Regions from separate parts of the Sus scrofa genome. Here region 1 is linked to region 2. A link is a contact called in public Hi-C data. All regions are on one chromosome and are shown on one strand. Each heading gives the region's core, a stretch centred on a gene start, on an enhancer-like site or on the middle of the called end of the contact. The rest is flanking DNA. Distances are from core to core; before and after follow the strand shown.

Region 1 (5,858 bases), core at 78-2,577, 49 kb after region 2:
AGCCTGGGAACCTCCATATGCTGTGTGTGCGGGCCTAGGAAGACAAAAGACCAAAAAAAAAAAAAAAAAAAAAAAGAGAGAGATTGTAAAAAATTTGTTGAGGGATTGATTCCAACATCCAACACGGGATTGATTTCTAGGATTCTACAATTAGGACAATCTAAACCTCCTTTATGGAAGGTTTTGTTTGGGAGGGCTTGAAATACCAGAAGACTGGAGGGAGTAAAGAATGGACAGATCTTCATCACTTGCCTGTGACCTATTCTTCTCCACACTAAATCTTACAGTGTAGTTTGAGGTTGGCTTGTGGCTTAAATAAACAAGTAAAGGTTTTAGAAGAGCACTGTAGGTGCTGGCTGGCTATCTTTCTTTAGTGGGTACTATTATGGTAGCTGTAGCTAAGAGACTGTCCTTAAGGGGTCATCTAGGTCAGAGAGATGACTAGCAATTACCTCAGGGTGTTTATTAAGGGCTGAGATAGGGGTCAGTCCAAGCTGCTGCGGAAACACATAAACTAAACCATCGGTTTTCGAACTTTTTGGTTTTAGAACCCCTATACACTCTTAAAAATTACTGAGGGACTTACATTTTGTTTATATGGGTTAGTTATATCTATTGATATTTACTGTCTCAGAAATTAAATATAAGAACAACAGAAAACATTTAAAAAAAAAGAAATTCATTGTTATCAAAGATACTTATTGTGAAAAATACGTTTTCCAACAAAATTTAATGAAAGAGTGGCATCGTTTTAAATTTTTGCAAATATTTTCAATATCTGGCTTAATAGAAGATGCTGGATTCTCACATCTGCTTCTGTATTTAATCCATTGCTCCACGTTATTTTGTTTGAAGGAGATGAAGAAAATTTGGCCTTACACATATGTGATTGCAAAAGAATTGGGAGATCCTCTGAAAGGTCGAGGGGACCCCTCTGGGGATCCTGTGGCCACACTTTGCGAACTGCTTAGATCAGGAATATTTCTGGGAGGAGGCAATTTGAATCCTGAAAGCAGACCAACTAGCTAACAGGGTCAAGATGAGGGCGAGGTGGTACACGAAGGGGCTGTTGTGCAAAGTAAGCAGGGATTCCTGGGCAAGGGGCTCGATCTGCCCCACCCTAGCCCGCCATTCTGGAACACACACCCAATTCATAAAAGGTACCCGAGGCAGATTCGCCCATCTATATCACATGAAGTAGACAGCCTTAGTGGTTACTACAGTCCTGAAAAAGCGACTGGTTTCAGCCTCAGCCCGGCCCGCAGGCGGTGCCGCGCCCTCAGAAGCCCGGGGGCCCACAGCGCGCAGGCGCGGCGCGGCGCGGCGCGGCCCCGGAACGGTAAACAGTGTGGTCACGTGACGCGACCCCGCTCCAGCCCCCCGCGCCGCCGCAGCCGCACGCTGATGGCTGCGGGGTCTCGCGCCGCCGCACGGTCCCCACGAGGCGAGCGGCCTTCGGGCTCAGGGCGGCGGCGGCTGCAACGAGGATAAGTAGGCGGCGCGGAAGCTAGGACGGTGTGGCCCGCACGGCCGTCCGGACCGTGAGGAAGAAGAGGCTGTGGCAGCGACGCCTGCGTCCTGCGCGTACCCCCTCTCGGCGCGGCCGGCCCCCTCCTCCTCGGCGGCGCGGCCACCATCTTCCTCTCGCTGCCAGTGGTAGCGCTCGTCGGCGGAGCTGGTGAGTTGCGGTGCGGCGGCGGCCGGGCGGCCCTCCCTTCCCCCAGCCCCTGCCCCACGCCCCGCACCCCGCACCCCGTGGCCAGCAGGCCTCCCGCGGCCGCACTCCGCGCCTTTCTGCCGCGCAGCGGGAAGGCGCTTCTCCGGCCTCTTGCGTGACGCCCTCGGCCCGCCCGCGCCGTCTCTGCCGTAGAGGGCCGTTTGGGCTTGCGGCGGCGGGGCCGCCCGGCAGAGGGTCCGGGTCGCGGCCTCCCCTCCGGCTCCAGCGCCTGGGGCCTCGGGGTGAGTCCTGCCGCCGCGCGGGCGCGCAGGCCTGGAGGTACGGCGGGCGCGTCTGTGGAGGCCCAGGCCGCAGGCCCCGACCTGGCCCTTCGGCATCCAGCTCAGGGCCTGGGTCCGGGCAGCCGGCGCTGGCCTTGGCAGCAAAGCCGGACTGGGTTCCGGCTGGTGAGGACCAGGAGTTGGCGCTCCATCCACCTTCTGCGACCGCGCGCTTTTGTGCTCGGGACCCAAACTGTCGACTCCCTTTGCATAGTTTGAAATGAGATGCCTGGAATCTGGCCTTCCAATAATACGTGTGATTTAATGAACCACTTGTCGATACGTGGGTGTTTATGGTGCTAAACAACTGATCACCTGACGGGGGGGGCGGGGAGGAGGAGAAAGGGAGAGAATATTAGTACTCGGCACTGTCCAGTGCCCCTTCTCGCCCCTAGCAATGTGTTGCCGAGTCCGATGACTGTTTTCCATCTTTGGGTTTTGAAGTGCTATTTCCCAAAGACTATGATTCGAAGTAATTTGTGTGATTACTGGTGTTATTTAGGGGTCATTTGCATAATATGATCATGGATAGTCATTCATGCAGTGGCAGCAGTGCTTTAGTATCTTCCTAGTCCTGATCTTCATTACGGGTAGAGATAACGTAATTTAAAATAAAACATCGGTAAGTGAACCATTGCAAGTAAGAACTTTACCATTTTAAGTTGAGGGGAGAAAAGATACAGTAAACTACTTAGGGAGTACTTTGTTCCATTTAGTTACTATTTCGGGTTCGAACTTGTCTTCTCTTTCCTAAACTGGTTGAGATCTCCCCAAACTATGCCTCCATTTCTCATTCATTACTTGCCTTTTTTTTTTTTTTTTTGATTCTTGAATAAAGTGTTTGGGATTGTGAAAATGTTTGTAGATATGTTCGTTTTTCTGGTAGGAAAGAGACATGAGTTAAATAACCAGGAAATCTGTACAGCATTCTTCTGTTTTTGAATTTGTATCTTTACTCCAGAGCACATAAAAGGTGTTTTGTTGTGAAGATTGTTTCAAATAGTGATTTTTTAACCATCATTACCACTTAGACCTTTGCTTAATTTATTATTTTTTCTCCCCAATTCCTCTCTTTACTGGCCATATTTTACAATGATGAGTTTTCCTTCCATCAGCATCTTCATCATCACTAAAGTATATACTTTATGATTGCTCTAAGCTGCACACAGTCCTTCCTTAGCAGCAGAAAGACATCTACTCAACTGAAGTGAGCCACTTTTTAAGTATACAGAATTACAGCCTTAGATTTTAAGTTTTATTTGATAGCTGTACCAGAGATTTGTGAGAAGGATAACACATGAGTTAGTAATGGGACCAGTTTTTTCCCTTTTCCATGCATGCATTCTTCCTAGGCCCATTTATTCAAGAGCATGAAAATGTAAATTATTATACTGCTTTTACATCCTGTGGGAGAATAGTGAATTTCCTTAACAATCACCCAGAATTAGTTATGCATTCCATACTGTTGGTTGGGATAGACGTCAGACTGTCTAGCTGATCCTATGATGTACTCATCTGTTGGATATTCAGATAAGTCAAATGTACAAGAAATGGTTTGTGTAAATGTAAGTGAAAAATAGCTTTGGTTCAAAGCAACTTTCAGGATAGAAAAATTGAAATGAAGTTGTCTTTATTAATCACTGAAAACCATAATATTAAAAATTGAATTGTATTGAGTATTGGAATCAGGAAAGGTGGGTAATTTTTGACTTATACGTATTAATAAATACGTATAATAATAAATAGCGTACTAATAAAACTTTTATTGATAACATTTGAACGCAGCAAGTGACAATTGGATTACTGCAAAGTTGTCTTGAGTAGATTTTTACATAGTATGGATCATACTTAGAAAACTTGGTAAATATAAATTGTGTACACAGTTTTGGTTTTGGGGTACTAAAATATAGTTATTGGTTATCTTCCTTGACATGATAATGTGGTGATTTCCTTTTTGATACATTTGGCTTTCTTAAATGTTTGGTTTTCTTGACACAGATTTCTTATGAGATCCTTTTTACACTTAATAATTTTTGTCCTCAGGTAAGATCTTTTCTTTTTTTGTAATGAGGGAGTGAGGTTTATTGATTAGCCTCTCAGGTTGGTGGGTTGCTGATAGTTACTTCACCACACAGTGGCAGAGAGTGCAAGGTTCTTGGAGTGCTGATCTCTAAATATTTTCATTCATCCACATTTCATTAGTTCTTTTGGACACATGGTGTCTGGATTCCTTTTCTGGAATAGTACTTCTTGGGCTCAAGTTCTTTCATTTCTTCATTCTCAGCACCCTCTGAGAATCCTGAAGTGTCTTTTCAGAAGCATAGACATTTTTTAACTAGGAAAATGACTGGCAAATTGTTACACATTTATGATACTGTTGCTTTTTTTTTTTTTTTGCCTTTTTTTTTTTTTTTTTTTTTTTTTAAAGGGCTGCACCTGCAGCATGTGGGAGTTCCCAGGCCAATGGTGGAATAGGACCTGCAGTTGAGTCAGAGCTGTAGCTGCCGGCCTTCACCACAGCTGTAGCAAGGCCAGATATGAGCCACATCTGCGACCTACATCACAGCTCAAGGAAACACCAGATCCTTAGTCCACTGAGTAGGGCCAGGGATGGAACCCGAACCTGCATCCTCATGGATACTAGTCGGTTTTGTTCCCTGCTGAGCCACAATGGGAACTCCTACTGTTGCGTTTTTGAGAGCAGTAAAAAAATTCTTTGTTGCCCATTGATTACACAGGCAAGGTAATTGAGAGTATTGATTTAATTCATGTTTGAGACTCAGCTTGTTTGTACTCTCACGGAACATAGTCTAGGCTGAGAAACCAGATTCAGAAATGAGATGTTAAATCATTGTATTAGAGTTAAAAGAGAAAGATATGTCAAGACTTAGAAAACACATTGTATGAGGAATTTCTAAGTGTATAGGCTGGACAGTTATTGCCATACATTGTGTATTTAATGTAGATCATTTTTTAATGGTCAAGAACTTAAATTTTTATGATCTTTTTTTTTTTTTTTTTTGTCTTTTTGCCATTTCTTTGGCTGATCCTGAGGCATATGGAGGTTCCCACGATAGGGATCAAATTGGAGCTGAAGCCGCCAGCCTACGCCAGAGCCACTGCAACTTGGGATCCGAGCTGCATCTGTAACCTACACTACAGCTCATGGCAATGCTGGATCCTTAACCCACTGAGCAAGGCCAGAGATCGAACCCACAACCTCATGGTTCCTAGTCGGATCCGTTAACCACGGAGCCACAACGGGAACTCCTTTATGATCGTTTTTATAATGGAGAAAGGTTGAAGAGAAATAGCTAAGCAAAAACTCCAAAATCATATCTAGAAGTTTTATCTTTTGACACAATCTAACTTTATTAGGTAAAATTTTGAATGGCATAATAAGTAGGTTGTACATTCATAACTTGTGTGAGTGGGCCACATGAAAACATTCTAAAATTGTAGACTGAAAATAAATAGTGAAATTTGTAGTTGATCACTTCCAAAATGATGTTTTTGTATATACACTGAGGTTAGCCATTTTATTTTTTATGTGTAGGGAGTGGCTAAATGCATATTTCCTATTTATTTTGGAAGTGGGTATGTCATTTGGTTTCCATTATTTTAAAGAGTTCATTAATGGTATATTAACATAGAGATTGTTGTGCCTGTAGACTGCATAAGGTATAGTAAGTTTAAAAGTGCAGGCTCAGAAATCTCACTACCTGGAGTTCATTTTGGCTATATAGGCATACCTCGTTTTATTGTGCTTTCATGATAGTATTGCGTTTTTTACAAATTGAAGGTTTGTGGCAACTGTGCATGGAGCAAGTCTATTTATTGGTGCCAATTTTTTAATAGTA
Region 2 (6,502 bases), core at 1,292-3,791:
CTTTGGCATTTTGAATATGCTGATGAAAAGTCCTGCCTACCATGAAGAGCTCAAGGACACATGATATGCTGGGAAAAGTAACTGCTACCTGGGCATTATGGTTAGCTGGAAAAGTCTGCCATCTTTGGGCTTCTTTCTGGAACATTGCCTTTCAGAGATGTTTTCTTATTCCTGGATGTCTGAACCACCATTTGCAAGCCTGTTGGCTCAGTGTGGAAATGCTCTGCCTTAACAGGTTCAAGTGATGAGGCGCCAAGTGCAAATCTATAGAAGTTAGTGAGTCCTCTGAACACAGGAGCCCCCTAACCAATGATGGGACCGATGTACTCCTGTTCCCTAAAAATCAGTAGCTTAAAACTATGGTGCTCAATAGAGCAGACACACTCAGCACAGCAGTGAACTACAAGACCACAGGACACATATAAACATGGCAGCTGCCAGGGTAGCAGGCCCATGACAGAATTTATCGAGTTGATCAGCAAGACCACATTAATATCTTGTATAAAGTGTGTCTTTTTCTCAATAGCAAAAGCTTCTTCCAGTCTTTCATCCTTGAACCGTCCTTTCAAAGTAGAACAAGGCGGTACTTTATCTGAGAGGCTAAGACCTCCCCATTAACCAAAGCTGATTAGTCCACTCATGAGTTTGAGCCCAGCTTTAAGAGCTTGATGAGAAATAGCTGACTAGATACTTCATGTCAGCACTGCTCGTGCTAATTACAGGATCTGGAACACACAAGGCTCACAACTTGTATCACAAGTTCTACAAGAAAACTGGCTAATACTGATTTGGCTCTGCTTACCATTTGTTGAATGTTTATTTTGTCCCATCAATTCATTTTTTGAAAAGCTTTCACTCTTTCAACTAGCATCACTGTGCTGACAAACTTTTGAAGTGAGAGTAGCCCACTGAATATGTGATTTTACCTACACTTTTTTTTTTTTTTGGTCTTTTCTAGGGCCGCTCCTGAGGCATATGGAGGTTCCCAGGCTAGGGGTATAATCGGAGCTGTAGCCGCTGGCCTACGCCACAGCCACAGGAACACAGGATCCAAGCTGAGTCTGCAACCTACACCACAGCTCATGGCAATGGCAGTGCCGGATCCTTAACCCACTGAGCGAGGCCAGGGATCAAACGCTCAACTTCATGGTTCCTAGTTGGATTCGTTAACCACTGAGCCACAACGGGAACTCCTTTTTTATTTTTATTTTTTTATTTTTTTACCTACACTATTGTATATGTTGCTCAAGCTTTTCCATATCAAAGTTTTAAATTTTTACATAATGAAATCTGACTTTTCCTTTGTGACTTGAGTTCCCTTATCTTCTTAACAAGGTTTCTCTCATCCTAGGACAATTTTTTCAATACTCCTATTTTTTTTAGGATTTTAAATATTTACATTTTTACTCGTTTATAGTTTGTGAAGGGACATCATATATTTCTCAAGCTCTTTAATCTTCCTTGATGTAGATGGATTCAGAAGTGTCCTAGGCAAGCAATTTCTTTAAAATGAAGATGACTTCTGTTCCTGTGAAAGCCTGCCTGATCCAGTTCTTTATTTTTTTGAAAGCACTTTGTTTGCAGAGTATATGCTTATAAACAAAGTTGAATATCACAAATGTCATAATATCATTTATATGTGGAATCTAAAAAAAAAATGATATAAATGAACTTATTTACAAAACCGAAACAGATTCACAGACTTTTAAAACAAACTTATGGTTACCAGAGAAGAAAGGTTGGAGGAGGGATAAATTAGGAGTTTGGGATTAACATATACACAATATTCTTTATAAAACAGATAACTGACAAGGACCTGCTGTATAGCACAGGGAACTGTACTCAATATTCTGTAATAATTTATGTGGGGAAAAGAAGGGATATAGGTATAACTGAATCACTTTGCTATACACCTGAAACACATTGTAAATCAACTATGCTCCAATAAAAATTTTTAAAAAGTTGTCTACACAAGCACAGTCTCTTAAGTAGACGTTTTAATAAATCCTAAGATGCTGCAGTACACTGACCAAGAAAACAATTTGATCCCTAAAGCCCTCTCCAATCTATGCTCAGTGAAAACAGCAAACAAAAGGCCTGAGTAGAAAACCTAGTTCTTCAAAGCAGGTAAAACTCCTGTTTACTCCTTCCAGAAGAGAAAGAGTTTTCAGATCATAAAAGACAGAATTGCCCGGGTGCAAGACAGAACAACTGTGATAAGGCTTTACTTCCTAAAAGTCTAAATTACGAACAGTGGAACAGTTCTGAAAATGAACAAAAAGGAAAGCAATAGCTTTGAGGCAAAGAATCACATCAGTCTGGCAAAATCGAAGATTCTTAATTTTTAAAACGCTGCCTAACCTTTTATTATCTGTGACAACACATCAAGTGAGCAGCAGTACAAAGGATGCCTGTGATTTAGAAATGCCACGCTTGAGCCAACTACAGTTGCCCGCGTGCGTAGCATGAAGGCGTGACCAAAAAAGACTGGGGAACAGAGGGCTTTATCTGCATCACAAGACACTCTCCGTTTTCTATACACGAATGTTTGCTGAAATAAGTCCTCTCCGCTCGCGCTACCGGGGGCAGGACCGAAACATCACAGGTGTTGTCGCGGGCAGGTGGAGCCACAGGAAGATTTCACGTTGGGGATCGCAGGGCGCAGGTGCCCAGGCAAACCGCTGGTCAAAATGACTGGGATCTGACTTACGGCAAAAGAAGTAGGCCTGGGATTGAGACTACGCTCCAGTCCGAAGTGCACTGCATTCTAGTTGAGGCCAACTTCGGGCCTCCTCCTGAGATGAGAGTGCACTCGTCAGGGGTTTAGTTACGTAGAGCAGCCTCTCATCCCCGTACGGGGCTTCCCCTGCAGACCCTCCAATGACCCTTCCCACCCCCGCCTGGTAGGCGCTCTGATTGCAGCCGGTCGCCATTCATCAACCGGTTCACACCGGCGGCCGCCGCCGCGCTGTGACGTCGGCGAGGCGGGCCTCCGCCCCCGCTCGTCGGCGCTAGGATTGAGGCCCGACTGCGATTGGCCGCCTGGGCGTTCACGTCACTCTTGCTATAAATAAGAGGGCTTGTGACGCAAGGGCGCCTCGGCGCACGTATTGGCTCATTGGGCTGCGGGCCGGCGAGGCTGCGCGCTCTCCCCGGAGCCGCTCGCTGCAGGATCGAGTCCACTGCCCTCGCTGCCTCCAGCGAAGCCGCCGCTAGCCCGCGAGGACCACCGCCACCCCTGCCCTACCGCTGCCGCCTGTGTCGCCGCCGCCTCGGGACCGGCTGTATGATTAAGCCACAATCTTCAATGAGTAGACATATTCCTGTGAGTACCCGTACCCCGTGCCGCCGCCTTTGTTCGGAGCCTGGCTCCGCCCGGGTCCCGCTGGTACTGGCGGGCGAGCGCTGAGGGCCAAGCCCGGGGCGCCGGGCTGCGCGGTGGCACGGGAGCCGCTTTGTGACCACCACCTCGCTCCGGCACCCGGCGGCGCCCCAAGGCCCCTTTGTCTGCCGCAGGGCCCGGGAGCGGGGACGTGGCCCGGGTGGGGCGCGGGTTGCGCGTCACTGCAGCGGGCGCGCCCCCAGACCCTGCGGGCGGGTGGGCGAGGCGGCTGCTCGCGGGCTGGGCCGGACTCCTTCGCGGAGCCGGCGGGATTGGGCCTGTGCGGCCACCCAGGGCCCCGCGGCTGCGGCCGGCGCTCGGACAAAATGGCCTCGGCGCCGGACTGAAGACGCGGCGCGAACCCGTGACCCGGGCCCGCGCGGCCCCACCAGGTGAGCGGCCCGCCCCGCCCCACCGGCTCCGGACAATGGGAGCAAGTCCGGGCTCGTCCCTGCTCCGGGGCGGGGCAGGAGGGAAGCGGCCTGGGTCTGAGCCTGGGGAAGCTTCCGGGCCGCACTGCGCGAAGCCAAGGGGGCCCGGTGCCGCCTTTTAATCCGGCACCCTTAGAACTTCCTGAAACCCCAGATGTGCTGTGTTTGTTGCCTCCTGTTGGCTTGCATCGCAGGGCCCAGCCAGAGCCAGAATTCTGAGGTTTATCTCTGTCCGTGGAACCCTCTGCGGTTCCAAATGTATTTCATCGTTATTTACACTGCAGTTAGAACTATCGATTTGCTTGAGATCTAGATTATGAGCCAGTGCTTCCCGTTACTCTATATGTGAATTTTGTTTGGTGGCAGTGAAAAAGTTGAAAATCAGAAAGCTAGATCATTCTGAAAACTAATCAGCATTTTATACTTGTTATATTCCAGGTGCATTGCCTAAGGTATAGGTAGATGAGGCACAAATTGCAACTACCTACCATCTGATAAAATAGTTAACACAGATTATTGTGATTATGTACAACTGATAAGTGGAAGAAGAAAAAATTCCTTGGTATTTCTAGATTGCCTATCATGGATAGGTTTTCCTGGGGCGAAGACATTGGGAATGGGGAAGTCCTGGGCAGAACAGAAAGGTGTTAGGTGTGCACAGTCACTTCCGCTTTTGTGGAAATTCATCACCCGTCTGTCCCCTACTGGGTGGCTCTATCCAGTCCACTGAAAGAATTATTTCTGTATTGCTTTCTGTGCTTCCTTGTGAGAAATTGCTAGTTGAAGGGATATGGCCAGACAGCTGTAACAGGAATTTTAGTTAAGTATGGAAGTAGTATTGTGTGTTTCTCTACAGATCGCCTTTAACTTGAAAAAAGTAGTACCTGGAAGTCAGAATACTGAGATTAGAGTCTTTGACCTTAACAGCTTTGCAAATTAATTTATCGTCATTGGGAAGGTGCCAGAAGACACTTTTTATTCCAAGGAAGTAGTATTTAGGATTTGAGGTAGAAAATATAATTGGAATTACTTCAGTTACTGCAGTCTCAGGTAAAGTGTTTGGGGCAGTGGCTGGTTCTTGGTGCTGTTATTAACCTGTTCTTAATGTTTGTCCTTTGTTTACTCCCAACCACACTACACACAAGCTCCTTATAAAGTACTTGGAAGAAGAGCAACAGCAATATCAATGCTTTTTGTGTATTCATTCTGAAAATACCCTGTGAATATTCATTTAATATTTGACATTGGCATAAAACTGTTTTGGTTTCTTAAGAAGACCTTAGGAAAAACATGATTGGTAGTAGTAGTAATCTTGCTCTTGAGACATGGGAGAAAAAAATGGAATTTACACCACTGCCCTCAGCCCCTCCCCCCCACCTCCTTCTCTCTTTTCTTTGGATTAGATTTTAGTTAAAGATGGAATAAGTGGAATTTGGGCTTTACAATCAAAAAATTTTTACTGAAATTATGAACAGCTTTTTTATAGTTATAAGTGGGAATTATTTATGTATATACATTTCTTTGTAATACTTCACATAACAAGTTGGTTAACTTCCAAAGTCTCAAATGAGAGATAATCTGTTAAAGGGGAATGATAAATTAAGAATCAAATGAGATGGCGTGTATGTAAGTGTTTTGAAAACCAGTTTTGTTTTGTTTTGTTTTTCTCTTGAGAATATTGGTTAAGTCTTTAAAGGAATAAGTGAATTACACAAAGACTAACAGCTTTCGAGTATTCATGAAGTTTGTAATGTGTTAATATTTTGGAAAAATCGGTATAGAAAGTTGCACCTGGTTTTTTGTTTGTTTTTGTCTTTTTATGGCTGCACTTGTGGCATATGGAAGTGCCAAGCTAGGGGTTGAATTGGAGCTGTAGCTGCCAGCCTACACCACAGCTTACAGTAGTGTTGGATGCTTAATCCACTGAGTGAGACCAAGGATCGAACCTGCGTTCTTAGGGATACTAGTTGGGTTCCTTAACTGCTGAGCCACAAGGACAGGAACTCCTGTGCATGGTAGTTTATAACAATGTAAAGGAAACAGCTATTAAAAGGAATAATTAATAAAAGAATGTGTATAAGGAATATTCACCAAATAAAACGGGTATTCTTCTTGCAAGCGGTTTTTGTATTAAAGTAATCTTTAAATGCTTGTGTGATGCTTATTGATTTAACCTGTAATCACCCTTGTATTTTGTGATTCAAGTAAAAGTTGAAAAAGTGACTGAGGCCCAAATTTGAAAAGATAGCTGTGCACTTAAATACTGTAAAAGCATAGCATGTTCCTTTTGAATTAGAAAACAACTTTTTTCTCTCTTTCTCTCTCTCTCTTTTAAACAGCAGTTCTGTGGTGTTCTTGGTCACACATTTATGGAGTTTCTGAAGGGCAGTGGAGATTACTGCCAGGCACAGCACGACCTTTATGCAGATGAGTGAACTGTAAAAACTCATTGCTACTCCACCAAGAAGCCCCCATAAGAGTGGTTAACCTGGACACAGAAGTGTTGAATTAAAATCCACAGAGCATTTTTTACAAGAGTTCTGACCTGGATGGGGTAAACCTCAGTGCACTTCCTTTCTATTGCCTCAGTATTACTGGATTGAAAAGTTGCTGCTTCTTTTTAGGAGGTTCATTTCATTTCCCATTACTCCCAACTTCATACTCAGAAGCACTGAGAATTTCAAGTGGA

The links. Hi-C and Micro-C count contacts between places; a contact is called where the count stands out from the background.
Region 1: a Hi-C map of skeletal muscle shows a contact between it and region 2, with 2.8 times the contacts expected there. The contact joins the promoter of PHF3 here to the promoter of PTP4A1 in region 2. A contact is called at or near these places in 2 of 5 promoter capture datasets (fetal liver and liver), 11 of 47 Hi-C or Micro-C datasets (alveolar macrophages, embryonic fibroblasts, fetal heart ventricle and 5 more) and 1 of 2 datasets of contacts at active chromatin or transcription factors (alveolar macrophages).

What each region holds. Positions count from the first base shown.
Region 1 is chr1:45,218,063-45,223,920 of Sscrofa11.1, forward strand. PHF3 (PHD finger protein 3) reads left to right here and starts at 1,328. Exons shown (of 15, transcript XM_021089302.1): 1 at 1,328-1,678.
Region 2 is chr1:45,167,372-45,173,873 of Sscrofa11.1, forward strand. It overlaps PTP4A1 (protein tyrosine phosphatase type IVA 1), which reads left to right and starts at 2,542. Exons shown (of 6, transcript XM_003121246.4): 1 at 2,542-3,325; 2 at 6,156-6,502.